Regions from separate parts of the Mus musculus genome. Here region 1 is linked to region 2. A link is a contact called in public promoter capture Hi-C data. All regions are on one chromosome and are shown on one strand. Each heading gives the region's core, a stretch centred on a gene start, on an enhancer-like site or on the middle of the called end of the contact. The rest is flanking DNA. Distances are from core to core; before and after follow the strand shown. Region 1 holds the start of Txnl4b (thioredoxin-like 4B). Region 2 holds the start of Zfp868 (zinc finger protein 868).

What was found. Promoter capture Hi-C pulls out the DNA fragments that hold promoters and counts their contacts.
Region 1: a promoter capture Hi-C map of pre-B cells shows a contact between it and region 2. The contact joins the promoter of Txnl4b here to the promoter of Zfp868 in region 2.

Annotation. Positions count from the first base shown.
Region 1 is chr8:109,563,655-109,569,892 of GRCm38.p6, forward strand. It overlaps Txnl4b (thioredoxin-like 4B), which reads left to right and starts at 2,238. Exons shown (of 4, transcript NM_175646.4): 1 at 2,238-2,409; 2 at 5,236-5,443. The coding sequence starts at 5,312. It overlaps Dhx38 (DEAH (Asp-Glu-Ala-His) box polypeptide 38), which reads right to left and starts at 2,207. Exons shown (of 27, transcript NM_178380.2): 1 at 1,837-2,207.
Region 2 is chr8:69,622,542-69,629,241 of GRCm38.p6, forward strand. It overlaps Zfp868 (zinc finger protein 868), which reads right to left and starts at 3,007. Exons shown (of 5, transcript NM_172754.2): 1 at 2,894-3,007.

The DNA.
Region 1 (6,238 bases), core at 988-3,487, about 40 Mb after region 2:
CCTCTGCCCATTATCTCACTCTTCTACAGAACACACTTCCTCCCACTTATGGGCCAAAATAATCACCTCTAGGAGTCCCCATTAGCTCCCTGCCTCTGAACACAAGCCAGGCATGCTTGCCTTTTTCATATGAACTGTAGCAGCACATCCCACTTCTCTAGTGAGACAAGAAAGAAAGAAAGAAAGAAAGAAAGAAAGAAAGAAAGAAAGAGAGAGAGAGAGAGAGAGAGAGAGAGAGAGAGAGAGAGAAAGGAAGGAAGGAAGGAAGGAAGGAAGGAAGAAAGGAAGAAAGGAAGGAAGAAATAAACTAAGTAACTAACTCACTCCAGGCTCTTGGCATTTTCTGGTTTTTTTGGGACAGTAAGCAGTTGTCTTGGTTAGTCATTAGTTCTCTATGTGTGAAACCACAATCACTTCTGCTTTCCACAATCCACAGAACCACTGTGAGAATCAATTGTTGGTACACTGATGTGACGGTTGCATACTTGGTATTATGCTCCTGTACCCTGACTTCCCTTCCTGGTTTTTGATATGCATTCTCCCACCCACCCATCCCATTCCCTTTAAGTCACAAGTTCCACAGAGCAGAGAAGTTAGCTAGCACACGATTTCACCATCCATATTCTACACACTTGCTGACTTTTGTTGTGGATCAGTAGTGGTTTGTGGGAAAAGAGAAAAAAAGCATCCCATAGCAGGCAAAAAAAAAAAAAAAAAAAATCTCTTGAATAACAAACTGTGTTCGCCAAAATTACTTCCAAGAAATGTTAGGAAAGAGCATGTCTGGAACGTGTTTCAGAGACTGTAAGACCTCCCAGGTGTTTGGCTGATGTCAAATTCATCTTTATCTAACACCACCCGATTATAAGCTTGGACCTATGTTGGACATGTAGTTAATTATTCTCATTCCGATTAAGTTTATAAAGCATGAGAACTGTGACTTTTGAATCTAGACTTCTTTTGCTGTGTTCTAATTAACATGCACAGCTCTCCCAAGGGGCGCTGCAACACAATGTGGATGAAGAAGCAAAAGTTTCCCGAGGTAGAAGAGAGAAACAAAGTCGCATCTTATATGCATATTAAGAAATCTTGACAGGAAGGCTGAGATACAACGACTTACATCCTAAAGTGTCATTTGCATGCAAGCAGAGACTACTGTCTGTCTTGTTAACAAATGGCAAAGTAAAAACCTGATTAGATATCATTTATTGAAAGCGAACAGGAAGTCAGACATTTCTCTGGACAGGAAATTATTCACAACACAGGACAAGGAAGGACTTAATTAGCGGCTCAAAATAGCAAATAAAGCGGTCCACGGCCAGACTATGGAGAAACATCGGTGACAAAGAAGCCACAATGGACTTCTCAGGTTAGCAACTGCTTACTGCATGCGTCGTTAATCCACTTGCTATTCTCAACAATACCGATAAAGGAAAAACAAGAGCCCTTTCCTCTTAGGGTTAATACTCTACTTATAGATTATCCGCCAGATCTAGTGGAGACTCTTCAGTGAGACAGGAGGAAGGCACCAGAAGCCCTACCCAGGCTCTCCAACTATCGGGTACCAGGTTCGCGTACTGCCCTAAACGAGGGCACAGGGAGGACCCCTGAATCTCCGTGGGGCCGTTCCCAAACACCGGGATGAGACCAGAACATGGACAAAGTCCGGAGAAGGCTGAATGAACTTCTCCGCTCAAGCAAATAGAGAAACTTGGGTAACAAGGACTAGAGGAACTCTGAAATCAGGGCCCAAACAGAAGCCGCGAGCCGACACCGGCCGCCTGGAGCCGCCATGGCTGCCGAAGGACAGATCTGGAAAGAGAAAGAGACGCTCACCTCACCAAGCACGACTCTCGAGGCCTTCGGTTCCTGATCTGGAGACGCCAGCGCGGCCACCGCTCGATCCGAGGGTCTCAAAGAGGCAAATTCCGCTGTTTGAAAGCGGCCATCATCGTCCCATAATGCCCTGCGCGGAGCCTTCTATCCGTCCAAAAAGACCATCGAGAGCAGCCCACAAATCCAGGGTTCCGGGACGCCAGAGTGCAACCCCGCGAACAGGCCTTCCGAGCCTCAGTCTCTTCCTCTGGGTTCAGAGTCTCCTTGCGACCAATCGCGCTTGGCGTAAGAGTCAACACCCCGCCTCTGGCTCGGGGGTGTGCAAGGGAGGACAACACGAGACCGGCCATGTTTACTAAGGGCGGAAATGACGTCACTTCCTGTCGCTGGCGGCCAGTGCAAAGTGGAAAGGAACTAAAATAATCTTGTCGGATTACCGGACTATTGACTGGGGCGCGCGGTGGCACGTTCGTTTTCTGCGTCCGTGTTTCTCACTTCCGTTTGGGAGGATTTTTTTTTTTTTTTTTTTTTTTTTTTCCTGTCGGAGGAAGCGTTTCTAAGGATACAGCCCAGGTTAGTTGGGGTCTTTCCCAGGATGGCAGTGAGGAAAGAGGCAGTTGTGCCCTAGCTAACCGGTGGAGGAGCCCGGGTTGCTGACATGTAGACCGAAGTGTCCTCCATGGCACCTGTGAACCAGGGGGAACCCAACCACCAGGTTCTTATCAAAAACATGCGTTGGGTGTTTTGTAGACGTCAGCCCTGACGTAGATTAAAGTGACATACCGCTGTAATCCCAGCAGTTGTGAGGTTTAGGCATAAAGATTGCCACAAGTTTGAGGCCACTCTGGGGTACTAAGCGAGATCCTTGGAAAATAAGTTCATGTTCAGATATGTCCTTTGGTTATATCTTAGGATGCTTATTTCCATTATCCTATGAAAGCATTACACGTTAAGTTTCTACAAAAAAGAAGAATCAGACTTTACATACTGCTTCCGAATCTTTTCTTAGTAGCTGTATAAGATAGTTCGCAAGACTACTACTATCAGTGCCCTGTTGACAGACATGAACATAGGTCTTTGTGTCTATGTTCATATTCTCAAAAGTAGAGCTGTTGTGTAAAGAGGAGGCCAGTTTTCTTTCCAAAGAGCTTTTGCATCCAAATTCCAACGAAGTAGGCATGCCTCCGCTCTCTCTCCATTCTGAGTGTTACCGTCTCACTTGGTGTTTGTAGACTCAATGCATTTCTTAAATCTGCCTTTTAACTTGCTATCCTTTGTCTACGTGCAAAACTTGGCTTTCCAAATGTGTTTAGTGTTCATAATTTTTATGATTCTCCATTTGCATCCCTCATGCGAACACTGTCTTGGATGTGGTGTCGCTTTCCCCCTCCTTCCAACATCTGGCCTGTAGCACACCGACCCTCTCTGGTGACACGCCACACTCCCCCTTCCTCTTTTTATTACTAGTACGGGATTTGCTTACGTGAATTCTAACGGCGAGACGGGTCCAAATTCTCTTTGTGTTTCTCTTTCATCAGTAATTTGTTCTACACTCACAGTTGATGAAACCCCTCCTGGAAGTCAGCTTCCCTATTTAAAGGGTGACCTACAGGCTGGAGAGATGGCTCAGAGGTTGAGACCACTGACTGCTCTTCCACATGACCAGGGATTCAGCTCCCAGCACCCACGTGGCACCTCACATCTATCTTTAACTCCAGTCCCAGGGAATTTGACATATAGGCAGGAAGACATGCACATAAAACTATTAAAATAAACTGTGGCTTATAGGTGGAACAATTTCATTTCTTGTGTAAATTTTATTCATATCTTATGTGTGCATTGTTGTGTATGTGCATGAGTATATACTCATGTATATACACCTGTCAGTGCATGTTTGTACACCAAAGGCAACCTTAGGTGTTTGGGTTTGGGTTTGTTTTGTTTTGTATTGTTGACAACAAGGTCTCAGGCTGCCCTGCAACTTGGTGAACTGGCTAGGCTGACTGGCCACCAAATCCCAAGGATCTGGCTGAGTGCACTGAGTTCGTGAGCTACTCTCGCAGGCCAGGCTTCTTTTTAGATGGCTTCCGGGGATCGAACTGGGTCCTCACCCTTCCCAGGCAAGCACTTTACTAACTGAGCTATCCTCCCAGCCCTAATCCAGACCACGAAATATAATTTTTGATGAAGGGGAGAAAGGCAAATCACATTTCATAGCATTAACAAGCCTTGAAATTAAATGCAGAGTAACTAATATCCCAGTTGCATCTTCTGTGGGTACTGTCAATAGTGACTTGTCAGTCATGGGATTTTTCAATTAGGAAATGACTTGCCAAAAATTAGGAGCTAGACTAGCAATTTTGTAGCATGAGTTCTAGCCTTTGTCTCACAGCTAGAAGAGTAACAGAATGAACTAGTCTATAGAGTGAGAAGCCCAGCACCAAAGGAAGACAGAGAGAAGGTCAGATGAGGCCCCTCTACCTCAGTCTCCTCTGAGTCATTTATTTAATTATGACTTTCACACACTCTTAGTTGGTCTGTTTGCCATGTGATTAAGTGTATCTAGGAAGTCCCCTTAAGTCAGGACTCGAGAATATACAAACATTCGTCAATGAAGGACCCATGAAGTATGGTCCACAAATGAAGTAGTATGGAATCTCAAAGTCTTTTGTGTAGGGATATGGGAAGTTCAGTAAACGTTATATTAAAACAATGCAAAGCGCAGAAAGGGTGAATCATGTCCCCACCTCTGCCACCCCACCTTCCAGCCACTCTCCCTCCTACTCCAGACTGCTGAGGTCAAGTTTGTCTGCTTCAGCACTTGCCATAAGCTGTGGTTCTTTCTGCAGTCTGGCAGTGCTCTGAGGCACAGCCGCATCCTTCAGCTGCAGGCGGGCCTCCTTTGTGCAGATGCTTGCCTCCCTACTCAGCTACCCGTGGCTCCCCCAGGCCTCTTGGGTGGGAGCAGCACTCTGAAGTTAAAGCTTTGCTTTGTCTTCCTACTCTGATGTGGCTTTTTTAAAGATTTATTTATTTTGTGTGTATGAGTACAGTGTAGCTGTCTTCAGACACAACAGAAGAGGGCATCAGCTCTCATTACAGTTGGGAGCCACCATGTGGTTGCTGGGAATTGAACTCAGGACCTTTGGAAAAGCTGCCAGTGCTATCAACTGCTGAGCCATCTCTCCAGTCCTCCTACTCTGTTCTAATTCAAATCTTTAATTTCACTTAGAAACACATGAGAAATTATTGTGAGAAGTTACCTAGTGTGTCAGGATGGACCCAGAGGTGGCAAGCAAGGGGTGAGACGTCTTCACAAAATGGGCTTCCTAAAAGGTTTCTTTTTAAATCACCTCAGTGTCTGGTCACTACTAAATGGTGTTGTCTTCTTTCTGTTAGGACCCACGCACTTCATCTCAGCAGCCTTTAGACACTGCAGAATTGATAGTGCGGACTAGCATTGGACTTTTTCAAGATGAGCTTCCTCTTGCCCAAACTGACCAGCAAGAAAGAAGTAGACCAGGCGATCAAAAGCACTGCGGAGAAGGTGTTGGTTCTCAGGTTTGGGAGGGACGAGGACCCCGTCTGTCTGCAGCTGGATGATATTGTGAGTTTTAAATAAGCAGCCTTAATTAAAAGTTCACCTGTTATCACTCAGCATCCTGAAAAGGAACAGGATTGATGTAGATTGATGTAGATTGTCACACTTTGTCCAAGAGCTGTGCCTGTCCTGATCTGAGGCCCAAACAGACTGCGACACCTGTCCTGACACCCTTCCCCCACTAGCACCTGTCAGAACTCACCTCACTGAGCAGGCCTGGGGAGATCAGGAAATGCCAACACAGCAACAGTCGCATAGTGAAGTGCAGAAAGTTCTAGAGAGGACTGGGGAAACGCCTCCAAGGTATACAGGTTGCAAAGTGGAGGTCTGAACTGTTTCCCTGGCTGCCAGTACTCTCCTGTGCGCTGCTCCTAGAATGTGCCTTGTGGAGAAATCAGGTCTCACAGCACTTCTTCACAGTCAGTAAAGAGGGAAACTGTGAAGAGAGTTACTGTGTGTTTCTATTCACCATGGAGATTGAACTAAGGTCTTACATCTCTTCCCACCCATCTCCGCTGCAGTCATTATGAATAGTCATTATGTACAATGGATGTGTGGTGCCGGTGAGGTGGCACAGCAGGCAAAGTGCTTCCTGTATGAGACTTTGAACCTCAGTCAGTCTCTGGAACCCAGAGTGGAGGAGGGACCCAACCCTGAGCATTGTCCCCTGACCTCCATGCTCACCCGTGCTCATACCAGTCAGTAAGTGGGAATCATCAGAAACTCATGCTTTTAGCTATGGAAAAGAGTATACGTTCTAGACTAGAAGGGTAGCTCCATGGTAGAACAGTTGTCTCTTAA
Region 2 (6,700 bases), core at 1,757-4,256:
ATTCTCAACATGCACCTCCCCAAGAAAAGTTAGAAACGATGGAATCCACCATCAACAGTAAATAACAACAGTCACATGAGTGGGCTGGAGAGAGGGCGCCAATGTTAAAGCACTGCCTGCCTGCTCTTCCAGAGGACCCAGGTTCAATTCCCAGCACCCCGGTGGCTCACAGCCATCTGCAACACCAGTTCCAGGGGATCTAACACCCTCCTCTGTCCTCCCCAGGCACCAGCACACAGACTTACTTCTGTGGGCAATACACCCACAGAAATAAAATATAAAATTAATTTTAAATCATTATCATGCTATATTTAAGGGAGAATAAAACTGTATGTCAACAAAAGGGGAAGTAAGCTTCTTCGGAAGAAATAAAAAACTGGTTTTGCCCAAAGAAAATCTCAAAACTCAAAAAATTCAAGGAATTAATGTGATACCATAGCAAACATATAGGATACATAATTCTATCCTACTCCTGTACATTGGCAATAAGCAATAGGATATAAAAGGAAAAACACTACGCTGCTTGTACACCAGTAGAGATAAATGACACAAAGAAAATACACAAATAAAACAAAGAACTACAGACATACTGGGTGTGGTGTTGCACAGACTCAAAAGGCAGAGACAGGCAGACTGCTGTGATTTCCAGACCACACTGGTCTACAAAGTTCCAGAGTTCCAGGTCAGACAGGTCACAAGTGAGATTTTGTCTAAAAAAGACAAAATAAGGGGTTGGGAGGGGAAGTCCGCAGACATTAACTATAACTTTCTTTTTTTTTTTAAATTATGTATTTTACATGTATGGGTGTTTTGCTTCCACCACATGCATGCCTGGTACCCACGAAGGCCAGAAGAGGGCTTCATATCTCCTTGGAATGAAATTACAGAACGGTTTAAGCCACCATGTGGTCACTGGAAATCAATCTACAAGAGCAGCAGTGCTCTTAACCACTAAGCCAGCTCTCCAGCCTCACACTTCAAATCACCAATGAAAGCAATGAACCTAATAAAGCAAGTGCTACTGCAGGATCCTGGACGTGAAGTGTTGAAGGGCACAGTCGGCTGTGTCCTGTCCCAAGTTACTCCATACTGTGAGAAAACAGTGGTTTTCCAGACAATGCCTTGCCCTGAGTGACTCCATTTGACTCCATTTTGAGGAAAGAGAATGACTCCAGCCCCTTGGTACATGCACAAACAATACTATCTGTTCAGCCAGATATCACAGGCTTGTTCCTGAGAACAGAAAGAGGGCTACTCTGTAAGTTTATCAGGGTGAGTTGAGACTAGATGGGCATGTATTACAATGCTATCAGGGAAACCAGGGAAGGGCATAAATCCCTCTCCTGGCCTCTTAAATTGATAGACACCTACTAGCACTAGGATGTCTGACCCCAAACCATCCTATCGTCTGATAACTAGTATATAGATGAAGAAAGGACAAGTAGAGACTTTTGTCCCTGAGGTTTCAATAGGCCCCATGACTCACCTACTCACCTGCCTGGCCTTCCACCTAGTCCCTATCCAGACCTGGACCTGAGCCCACAGTTGCCTGCTCTCAGGGCCTTCTATCTAGAACTAAGCAGCATGGCTGACAAGCCTGAGTCCTCTCTGTGACTTCATCAAAGGCTCGCTCCCTGTGGCACAATTGTTTTGAGTTCCTTTTCATATCAGGACAAACTCTACCTACATTTCTCTCAGCCTACTTCTAAGTATTCATTTTATAAACTAAATATATGCAGAGATATACTGTGTGCTTTGACATGAGAATTAATATTAACAATTAAAACTAAAAGAAGGGCTGGAGAGATGGCTCAGTGGTTAAGAGCATTGACTGCTCCTCCAGAGGTCCTATGTTCAATTCCCAGCAACCACATGGTGGCTCACAACCATCTGTAATGGGATCAGATGCTCTCTTCCATTGCGTCTGAAGAGAGCGAAAGTGTACTCACATACATAAAATAAATAAATCTTAAAAAAAAAAGACTAGAATAAAACCCACATTAACCTTGTCCTAATTACAAATGTAAGTGAAATCACTTGGCAAATTGCTGCCATCAAAACCTTTTAAGTTTATTGTTATTCAAAAATATTTGATACTTTGGGGAGATACAAATGTGTCTATCTTATTTCTAGCATAGTATGCTCATGTTCTCAGTTTAAACTAGTAGTTCAACATACTTCCAATAAAAATGCTAAAATAAACAAGAAATAAAGGTTGTGTGGAAATGAAGAAAAGGACCAGAATGGTGAACACAATACAGAAGAATCGACTACAATGCTTCCTGACTAACAGTTCTCGGCGAACCTCGGTACGCAAAACAATGCACTATTTGAGGGAAGAAAAATTAACAAGCCCACAAATGCATAAGCAGAAATAAAAACAAAAATATAATCAAAGGATGTCTGACCGAAGAACAAAATAAATTCAAGGAGACAAGTCATCTTTCCCAGAGCTGGTTTTAAACATCTTTGCAAAGAAACTCACTGGACTTTACAAATGTCGTAAAATTAACCTAAAGAGGTTGCCACACTTACATGTGGAAAGCAAAGTTCAGAACTTCTCGAAGACAGCACAAAGAACCTAGACAGCCTTAGTCTAGCAAGCAGCCTTCAGCGCACCACCAAAAGCAGGACGTCCCCGCCAGCCCGGATCGTGACGTCATCCGCGTACTGGCTTCCGCCCATCCCCCGCCCCCCGCAGGGCGGGACCTCCCGCTCAGCGCTGACGCCAAGAGGATCAGGGCGGAAGTACCTACGGACCGCAGGCGGAGGCCCAGGTCGCAGCCCCGACGTCCCCGCGTTCACTGCCCCAACCCCAGGGAGGACCCACCACCCCGGCTCCCGCAGCCCAGCCGGCCGCTCCTCCCATCAGGGGACAGCGGCCCTCGCTCACCATTGCCAGGCTCCGAGCTCACCCGCGCTCCCCCACACAGCTCCAAGCACTGGCTCCCACAACGGCTTTCCTCAGTTTCGGTGAAGAACCTTTAGCTAACATGGCGGCCGAAAAGAACCCGCCCCCCCGCCTCCTAGAAGCTTCTGATTGGACAACCTGTCTGTAGCTCCTGATTGGTTAGAACTGCTCTAGGTGATCTGAGTGACAGGAGTAGCTCCTCTTGCAGTTCCTTAGGCTGTGAGTCTAGAGCCCATTGTTTAGTGTTGCGGTGGCCAGCAGGTGTCAACATAGGTTCATGGCTCTTGTGTACCTCTAGGTGTGCCCTACTGAATGATTCCAGGACCCTGACCAGTGAAAATAGTTAACGATGTCAGGCCAGTTTTGTGACTCTGACTTACCTAGGGACAAGTCCGCTGAAAGAACCAAACTAGTGTTTGGTGATGACAGTTCAGGGGGCACTGTACCATAGCTTCTTCAGAATATTTTTGTTGAGACTCTTCCTTTATTGTGTACAAGAGCCTCAAACTCGTAGTCCGCCTCAGTCAATGTGCCTAAAGCCATTTTTTTTCTTTTCTTTTTTATTGGATATTTATTTACATTTCATATGTTATCCCCTTTCCCGGTTTCCCTCCCTCCAAGAAACACCTTATTACATTCTTCCTCACCCTGTTTCTATGAGGGTGTTACTCCACCCAACCACACACCCACTCCCACCTCCCAGCCATCAATTCCCCTATACTGGGGCATCTATCGAGCCTTCATAGGACCAAGGACCTCTCCTTCCATTGATGCATGACAAGGCCATCCTCTACTTCAGTCCTTTCTCTAACTCCTCTATTGGGGAATCCCATGCTCAGTCCAATGATTGGCTGCCAACATCCATCTCTGTATTTGTAAGAATCTGGCAGGGCCTCTCAGGAGATAGCCATATCAGGCTCCTTTCAGCATGCACTTCTTGGCATCCACAGTAGTGTCTGGGTTTGGTAACTGTATTTGGGATGAATCCCCAGGTGGGACAGACTCTGAGTGCCCTTTCCTGTAGTCTCTGCTCTACACTTTATCTCCATATTTGCTCCTGTGAATATTTTGTTCTCCTTCTAAGAAGGACCGAAGCAACCATACTTTGTTCTTCCTTCTTACTGAGCTTCATGCAGTCTGTGACTTGTATCCTGGTTATTTGGAGCTTTGGAGCTAGTATTCACTTATCAGTGAGTGTATAAAATGTGTTTTCTTTTGCACCTGGGTTACCTCACTAAGGATGATATTTTCTAGTTCTATCCATTTGCCTAAGAATTTCATGAATTCGTTTTTAATAGCTGAGTACTACTCCATTGTGTAAATGTACCACATTTCCTGAATCCATTCCAGATTTGAAGGATCAAATCTTCAAATCAGGGATCAGGGTTGTTTCCAACTCCTACCTCTTATAAAAAAGACTGCTATGAACATAGTGGAGCATGTGTCCTTCTTACATGTTGGAGTATCTTCTAGTTATATGCCCAGGAGTGGTAGAGCTGGGTCCTCAGGTAATACTATGTCCAATTTTCGAGGAACTGCCAAACTGATTTACAGAGTGGTTGTACCAGCTTGCAATACCACCAACAATGGAGGAGTGTTCCTCTTTCTCCACATCCTCTCCAGCATCTGCTGTCACCTGAGTTTTTGATCTTAGCCATTCTGACTGGTATGAGGTGGAATCTCAGGGTTCTTTCGATTTACATTTCCCTGATGACTAAGGATGCTGAACATTTCTTTAGGTGCTTCTCAGCCATTTAGTATTTCTCAGTTAAGAATTCTTTGTTTAGCTCTGTACCCCATTTTTAATAGGGTTATTTGGTTCTCTGGAGTCTAACTTCTTGAGTTCTTTGTATATATTGGATATTAGCCCTCTATCAGATGTAGGGTTGGTAAAGATCCTTTCCCAATCTGTTGGTTGCCTTTTTGCCTTATTGACAGTGTCATTTGCTTACAGAAGCTTTGCAATTTTATGAGGTCCCATTTGTCAATTCTTGATCTTACAGCACAAGCCATTGGTGTTCTGTTCAGGAATTTTCCCCCTGTGCCCATATCTTAGAGGCTCTTCCCCACTTCCTCCTCTATAAGTTTCAGTGTTTCTGGTTTTATGTGGAGGTCCTTGATCCACCTAGATTTGAGCTTTGTATAAGGAGATAAGAATGGGTCAATTTGCATTCTTCTACATGCTAACCACCAGTTGAGCCAGCACTATTTGTTAAAAATGCTCGTTTTTTATACTGGATGGCTTTAGCTTCTTTGTCAAAGATCAAGTGACCATATGTGTATGGGTTCATTTCTGGGTCTTCAATTCCATTCCACTGATCTTCCAGCCTGTCTCTGTATCAATACCATGCAGTTTTTACTACTATTTCTCTGTAATACAGCTTGAGGTTGGGGATGGTAATTCCCCTAGAAGTTTTTTTATTGTTGAGAATCATTTTCGCTATTCTGGGTTTTTGTTATTCCAAATGAATTTGCAAATTGTTCTTTCTAACTCTAGGTAGAGTTGAGTTGGAATTTTGATGGGGATTGCATTGAATCTGTAAATTGCTTTCGGCAAGATGGCCATTTTTACTATATTAATTCTGCCAGTCCATGAGCATGGGAGATCTTTCCATCTTCTGAGATCTACTTCGATTTCTTTCTTCAGAAACTTGAAGTTCTTGTCATATAGATCATTCACTTGCTTAGTTAGAGTCACACCAATATATTTTATAGTGAAGGGTGTTGTTTCCCTAATTTCTGCCTCAGCCTGTTTATCCTTTGAGTAGAAGAAGGTCATGGATTTGTTTGAGTTAATTTTATATCCAGTCACTTTGCTGAAGTTCTTTATTAGCTGTAGGAGTTCTCTGGTGGAATTTTTTGGGTCACTTAAGTATATGATCATGTCTTCTGCAAACAGTGATATTTTGACTTCTTTGTTTCCAATTTGTACCCCTTGACCTCCTTTTGTTGTCTAATTGCCCTAGCTAGAACTTCAAGTACTATGTTGAATAGATAGGGAGAGAGTGGGCAGCCTTGTCTAGTCCCTGATCTTAATGAAATTGCTTCAAGTTTCTCTCCATTCAGTTTGATGTTGGCTAGTGATTTTCTGTATATTGCTTTTATTATGTTTAGGTATGGGCCTTGAATACCTGATCTTTCCAAGACTTTTAACATGAAGGGATGCTGAATTTTGTTAAATGCTTTTTCAGCATCTAATGAAGTGATCATGTGGGGGTTTTTTCTTTGAGTTTGTTTATGTAGTAGATTACATTGATGGATTTCCATACATTGAACCATCCCTGCATCCCTGGGGTGAAGCCTACTTGATCGTGGTGAATGATCATTTTGATGTATTCTTAGATTCAGTTGGCAAGAATTTTATTGAGTATTTTTGCATAAATGTTCATAAGGGAAATTGGTCTGAAGTTTTCTTTCTTCATTTGGCCCTTGTGTGGTTTAGGTATAAGTGTAATTGTGGCTTCATAGAATGAGTTAGATAGTGTACCTTCTGTTTCTATTTTGTGGAATAGTTTAAAGAGTATTGGTAATTAGGTCTTCTTGAAAGGTCTGTTAGAATTCTCCACTAAACCTATCTGGTCCTGGGCTGGTTTTGGTTGGGAGACTTAATGACTGCTTCTATTTCTTTAGAGGTTATGGGATTATTTAGATGGCTTATTTGATCCTGTTTAACTTTGACATCCTGTATGTATCTAGAAAATTGTCCATTTCATAAAGATTTTCCAATTTAGTTGAGTATAAACTTTTGTAATAGGATATGATGATTTTTTAATTTCCATGCTTTCCGTT